Regions from separate parts of the Mus musculus genome. Here region 1 is linked to region 2. The links are chromatin contacts, called in public HiChIP or PLAC-seq maps. All regions are on one chromosome and are shown on one strand. Each heading gives the region's core, a stretch centred on a gene start, on an enhancer-like site or on the middle of the called end of the contact. The rest is flanking DNA. Distances are from core to core; before and after follow the strand shown. Region 1 holds the start of Scp2 (sterol carrier protein 2, liver). Region 2 overlaps Scp2 (sterol carrier protein 2, liver).

The links. HiChIP or PLAC-seq counts read pairs in DNA pulled down with a chosen protein or histone mark.
Region 1: a contact with region 2 is called in a CTCF HiChIP or PLAC-seq map of the NIH/3T3 cell line, with 18 read pairs. The contact joins the promoter of Scp2 here to the enhancer-like site in region 2. A contact is called at or near these places in 6 of 39 promoter capture datasets (the 3T3-L1 cell line, 3T3-L1-derived adipocytes, cranial neural crest and 2 more), 1 of 15 datasets of contacts at CTCF or cohesin (the NIH/3T3 cell line), 21 of 484 Hi-C or Micro-C datasets (CD4 T cells, CD8 T cells, DN2 thymocytes and 15 more), 1 of 115 datasets of contacts at active chromatin or transcription factors (bone marrow-derived macrophages) and 3 of 9 other capture datasets (adipose tissue, liver and pancreatic islet).

The regions. Positions count from the first base shown.
Region 1 is chr4:108,116,508-108,119,940 of GRCm38.p6, reverse strand. It overlaps Scp2 (sterol carrier protein 2, liver), which reads left to right and starts at 1,394. Exons shown (of 16, transcript NM_011327.4): 1 at 1,394-1,562. The coding sequence starts at 1,494.
Region 2 is chr4:108,056,549-108,059,810 of GRCm38.p6, reverse strand. The region is part of intron 13 of Scp2 (sterol carrier protein 2, liver); the gene reads left to right. Among named protein-coding and RNA genes, the nearest start is that of Gm23354, 16 kb to the right of the region's middle. Within about 2 kb of position 1,565, at least 98 of the 459 cell types and tissues checked have an H3K27ac peak or open chromatin away from gene starts, as enhancers often do. A contact at or near this core is called in CD8 T cells, DN2 thymocytes, the NIH/3T3 cell line and 7 more, where this site is marked.

The sequences.
Region 1 (3,433 bases), core at 145-2,644, 60 kb before region 2:
CGGATTATGCTTGACTGGCTGTTACAAAAAAATATGCATAGTTGCTGGGCAGTAATGGCCCAAGTCTTTAATCCCAGCTCTTGGGAGGCAGAGACAGGCGGATTTCTGTATGTGAGGCCAGCCTGGTCTACAGAGCAAGTTAGCCCCCCCCATGCACATTATAACTTCTTCTTCTTCTTCTTCTTTTTTTTTTTTTTTTTTTTTGAGACAGGGTCTCACTTTGCAGATGATTCCAGGCTGGACTTGAATTTGTTTTGAGGCATGTCCACCAGAGAACAGCACACAGACAGTCTGTTTTTTTTTTTTTTTTTAAGATTTATTTATTATTATACATAAGTGCACTGTAGCTGTCTTCAGACACACCAGAAGAGGGCGTCAGATCTCAACTCAGGACCTTCAGAAGAGCAGTGTTCTTACCCGCTGAGCCATCTCGCCAGCTCAGACACAGAAACTCTTTTTTTTTTTCTTTTAAAGGGGATAGTAATAGAGACACAGACACTCTTTTTTTTTTTTTTTTTTTTTTAAGTTTAGGGGATAGTAATATATACCTTTTTTTCCTATTTATTTATTTATTTATTTATTTATGACTGTAGCTGTCTTCAGACACCCCAGAAGAGGGCATCAGATCGCATTTCGGATGGTTGTGAACCACCACGTGGTTGCTGGGATTTGAACTCAGTACCTTTAAGAACAGTCAGTGCTCTTAACCGCTGAGCCATCTTTCCAGCCCGACACAGACACTCTTAAGGCTGAGAACAAACTTCGTATTGATGGCTCCTGGCTACAGAGGATACTTGTCCAATCATGGAAACCCACATTCTGGTTGGCACACTTCAATTAGCAAGAAACAGAACTACGGAAGCCAAAACGTAAGGTTACCACATTTAGAGACTTTCCTGTTTCCTGGAACTATGGACCAGGTCTTTGATGGATTTTGGTCTTTGTACCATTTTTGGCAGAGATCTGCCTGCCTCTTCCTCTCGTGTGGAGATATTAAAGGTGTGAACCACTAAGCCCTGATCTGACTTAATTTTTAAAAAACATCTTATCCGCACATAGAATTCTGACTTTATTAGTGTACATCGTGCTTTTTGCTCATATACTGCGTGTTGTAACTACTCTCACACATACAGAACGTCTCTAACACTCTAGAGAATCCCCACAGGATTCTGAGTTTCCTCTGAGGCCAGAGCTTCCATTTTAGGCCTTCCCTCTCTCACTGTAAAAAGAGGAAGCACAGAAACCGAGGCCTCCTTGAGAAACTTTGCCTGAGTCTAACACAGTAGGTCAAAAGAACCCATAAAGGACTTGGCTCTAGGATCGCCACGCATGCGTACATCCTCTACCCTGCCTCCTCCGGTCGGTTCCCGTAACTCGGCCCCGCCCCTGACGCTGCGGCCCCGCCCCCGACGCCTGGGGTTGGGATAATCGGACCCGACCCGGCTTTGGTTCTGCAAAGCCTCAGTCTGTAGGAGACCTTCGCTGCTGGAGCCATGCCTTCTGTCGCTTTGAAATCTCCGCGCCTGCGCCGGGTGTTCGTGGTCGGCGTTGGCATGACCAAGGTAAACAGAGTTGTGAGCAGCGAGAGATCTGCCTCTGTTATTCCCCGCAGTCCGAGGCGACAGGGAAGCGCGGCAAGGGGACGGTCACAGTCTGCGCTGCTGTCCCTCTGACCTTTCCCTCCAGAGAGGCGACCTGAGGGTGTATGATGCTGTCACTAGGGTCTCAGTATCTTGGGCTTGTTCTCTCAGTCATTTTTTTTTTTTTTAAAGATTTATTTATTTATTATATGTAAGTACATGTAAGTAAGTACATTGTAGCTGTCCTCAGATACTCCAGAAGAGGGCATCAGATTTCGTTACGGATGGTTGTGAGCCACCATGTGGTTGCTGGGATTTGAACTCCGGACCTTCGGAAAAGCAGTCGGTGCTCTTAACCACTGAGCCATCTCGCCAGCCCCTCTCAGTCATTTTTTTATTCGCCTTCCTGTTTGCTTATTCTAGCTTTTTAGTCTGTGAAGGAGCCCCCAACACAGCACAAATCTCACACTTCCTTAGATTCTAAATCCCGAGTAGGCCGGCCGGGTGGTTCACATCTCTAGTATGAGCTTTAGGAGATGCAGCCAGGAGAACTGCTGCGAGTCTGAATCATATCAAGACCTTGTTTCACAAAACAAAGCAAACCAAACCGACAAACAAAACAAAACAAACAAACATGTGGTTGCTGGGATTTGAACCCAGGACTTTCAGAAGAGCAGTCAGTTCTCTTACCCGTTGAGCCATCTCGCCAGCCCTATCTTGTCTTTCTTACCTCTAGAGCCTTGAGCTTAGCTCTAATTTACTTTGATGCACTGGGATTCTTTGTTCAGATGACTATATTCTCCTAATGTATTGCTACAGGGTGGGTACCACAATTATTTACTGCTGTATCACTCACAGTGATAAATCACTCGTGCCTAATGACAGTGAATGTTAGATGATTGATATTAAATGGATTTACTGGTGAAAGAGTTACTGTGAAGAATCTTTTTGTACTGTAAAAAAAAAAAACAAAACCCAAATTTTACATTATCTTAGTAACAGGTGAAAACAAATAATTTATTCAAAACATGTAAATAGAAAAGTTGACTAATATGTTCTAAAACTTAAAGGGCATCCCACTGTTTCTCAGAGGGGGAGCTTCTCATATAGTAAGTAGGTGGGCAGTAAAACTTTCCAGAATATTCTCTAGATTTTTTTTTAAAAAAGTATCTTATATGGCCCTGGCTGGCTTTAAACTTCTGATTCAGTCTCTCAAACTGCCCCCCCCCCTCTGAACCTGCAAGTGTCCCTGATCCCCATGCCCTGCTAGTATGTTGTTCCATTTTAAAGTGTCTTCCCATGATTGCTTAATGTCTGTTTATATGGGCTGTATAGAAAAAGCATAGTTTCTGAAAAAAAAAAAAAGATATGTTTAATTTTTTTCTAGTTGGGAGGTGGAGGTGAAGGGGATATTAATATTCCTTAGGGAAGAGAAAAAGGAATTAAAGATGGTTTCATCATTTAAGCATATATGCAGTACATGTGCTATGTGTTATATGTGAGGGTGACCGTGACAAAAATGAATAAAAGCAAGATTGGGCAGGGGACATGACTCACTCGGTAGACTGCTTGCCAAACATGCATGAAGCCCTGGGTTCTATCCCTAGTCTGCATACACCAGGCATGGTGATGTCCACCCATTGTTCCAGCATTCAGAGGGTAGAGACAGGAGAATCAGAAGTTCAAAGCTGTCCTCAAGTTTACATAGCAAGTTCAGAGCCAGCCTAGCTTTTGTAAGACCTTACTTTAACCAAAGAGCAAGGGTCAGCAAAGATGGCCAGTGTGTGAAAGGCTTGACAGTCAGAGTTTGGCCCCTTGCCCTCACTTAGTATGAGTGTGCCCCCTACACATAT
Region 2 (3,262 bases), core at 316-2,815:
AGGGTCAGTTGGTTCTTCAGAAGGAACAGCACGTGCACATGAATTTACATCTCTTAGGCAGTGAGAGGTAAGCGGTAGAACCTCTTAATGCTTGCCTGGATCTTCCTGCTGGGACGCATTGGTGTCTGCTCTGGCTGGTTTGTGGGGCGCTGTGCAGAGGCAGACGTATCTGGAAGTAGTCACTGGCCACTGGCCCCAGAAGAAACCTGGCTCAAGTTTGATCCGTAGTACTGAAAGGAGATGACTACTGAGGAAAGTGGGTGCTGACTAGAACAGCTACTTTGCTGTAAGACCCATGACTGCTTTCTGGAACACCAAGGAACTATTTAAGAAAAAGTCTGACACACCAGTGAACTGACTAATAAAAGGTAGTGAGGATACGAATCAGTAGTGAGGATGTAGAGACATTTGAACCCCTATTCAATGCTAGTAGGGTTGTGGGGTATTGGTGTTTTGAAAGTTTGGTAGTTCCTCGAGGAGTTAAGCAGCTTATGATCCAGCAATTCCCTCCTAACTCTCGACCCAAGCAAGAGAAGAAGAGCCTCTGTCCACAGTAGTCATAAAACCAAAATGAAGACAAGGAGAAGAGGACTTGGAGACTGCTCAGTGGGTAAAGCCGTGACTTCCTGAGCACGAGAACCCACGCTGGGATTCCCTGAGCACCCGTGCAAAGGCAGAGTGTGGCTGGCGGTGGGTGGGCTTCTAAAGCTGAGAGAACACACGCGGATCCCGGGAGCTGGCTGGCAGCCAGTCTAGCTGAAGCATTGAGCTCCAGGTCCAGTGAGACCTTTCTCAGAAAGGTGGAAGCTGGGCCGAGTGGCGCACGCCTTTAATCTCAGCACTCAGGAGGCAGAGGCAGGTGGATCCTTGTAAGTTTGAGGCCAGCCTGCTCTACATAGAGAGTTCCAGGACAGCCAGGGCTACACAGAGAAACCCTGTCTATGAATGAATGAATGAATGAATGAATGAAATGGGAAGACAGATGAAAAAGACATCAGTTGCTGGCATCTGTTTGTGCCTGCATGAGTGAGCACCCCCATACGTACATGTACAAATACACAGAAAATGCACATACACACACACAACAAGAAACATAAATAGTTAAACAAGTAACCATATTCAGTAGAGTCTTATCTTACCATAGAAAGGAGAGAGGTACTGGCTGATACACAACCCAGCATGAACCTTGAGAATATGTTAAATGAAACAGGCTACTCACAAAGAGCACACTGTATGGTTCTATTTATAGGAAATATTCAGAATAAGCCAGTTTGTGGTTTTCAGAAGCTAGTATCAGAAAATGGCGACTGACTGCAAGGGCTGTTAGTTCACATGAGAACGTGAGAATGTTCTGAGAGTAGTGATGTTGAGGTTGCACGTTGTTTATTAGTCACTCTCTGCATCACTGTGGCCACGTACGTGACACAGCTGTCGAAGGAAGGAAGGGTTTATTTTGGCTCCTGGTTTAAGAAAGATACCGTCTGGGCATGGTGGGAGGGATGGTGGCAGGAGCGTGAGTCATAGCACAGCCACGGCCAAGAGCTCCAGCCCAGAGAGAAGAGCCAGTGCTCAGCCCGCTTCCCTTTTGATTTGGTCTGGGATCCCAGCACATGGGATAGTGCCACCCACATCTGGTGTGGGGGTTCTCTAGTAAACCTCTGGAAATGCACTAACACTCAGCAAGGTGTGTCTTTCTTTATGATTCTAAATCCTGTCAAGTTGATAATGAAGATTAACTGTCAAACACATCTTAGAGTGCACTAAAAAAAGTTACTAAATTGTATACTGTGAAAAAGTGCATTTTGTAGGGTCTGAATTACACTTCAGTTATTGTTACACTGCTCATGTATAAACATACACACGCACGCGCGCGCACACACACACACACACACACACACACACGCAGAGTGGGAAGGAAGAAGAGAACACAAATTAGGGCCGTGGTTCTGCACACATAGAAACAGAGGTGACTGTGGTGTCAGGTGATGTAAATTCCTCCAGGGAAATAAGCATTTGAGTGTTTCAGGTGCTCATTACAGTGTGAATACAGTGAACACTTTAAATCTTTGTTAAGGGAAAGAATAGGGATGAAGAACCCTGGATATATAAATTACTGCAGGCCATTAAGTCCTAAATGGACAAGGAAAACTTAAAAGTAGCCAGGTCCAGAAAAAGCATAAAAAGATTACCATATTTTCTATGTGTCTGTAATAACTCAGCCATTAAATATAATGAAGATATATTATTAACAAGAACACTGTAAAAATCCCTAAGAATAAATTTAGCTAGAACTGTTGCTGGGTACAGATGCTCCTGCTTGTAACCATAGCAGCACTTGGGAGGCTGAGACAGGAGGCGGCTGCCAGTTTGAGATCAGTCTAAGTTACAGAGTAAAACCATATGTCAGAAAACCAAAATGTGCACACACACTCACACATAAAGATTTTTCTCTATTGAAAGAGAAAAGGACAAACCAGATGTGGTGATGTACACTTTAATCTCAGCACTCGGGAGGCAGAGGCAGGAGGATATAAAAGTAGATGGTCCCCACCTCCTTTTGGTTAGATTCTCAGCTGTGCAACCTAGGCTGGCCTAGGGCTCAGTTGTTAGCTCAGGCTGGCCTTGAACCTTCAGTTGGGATTCCATGCATATACCATTCCGTCCATACCACTCCACTGGATCCAGAGTGTCTTTATGGAGTCCTGGCTCTTCTGGAACTTGCTTAGGTAGCCCAGGCTGGTCTGGAACTCACAGATCTGTCTTCCTCAAGCTTTGAGTGTCAGGATTAAAGGCTGTGCACCACCAGGCTCAGCCATCATACTCGCTTTTAAAACTATTGTGTAGAGAAAAAGGATGGAATTGATAGCAGCTGTGATGTTTCTTTATAGGATAAAATTAGAAATGATTTATGTTTTCTTTTTGCTTATTTATATTTGCTAATTTGTTTACAATGAATGTGTTTCTTTTCTTTAAAAAAGATATCAAAAATTGTACCAATTTTGGTTTTCTTTTTTTTTTTTTTTTTTTTGGTTTTTTGAGACAGGGTTTCTCTGTATAGCCCTGGCTGTCTTGGAACTCACTTTGTAGACCAGGCTGGCCTTGAACTCAGAAATCCGTCTGCCTCTGCCTCCCGAGTGCTGGGATTAAAGGCATGTGCCACCACACCTGGCTGGTTTTCTTTTTTTTTTTAATTAATTTATTCTTAAATGAGTTTGTCGTTTTGCCTCCATGCGTGTCTATGTACCATGTGCATGCCGAGTAT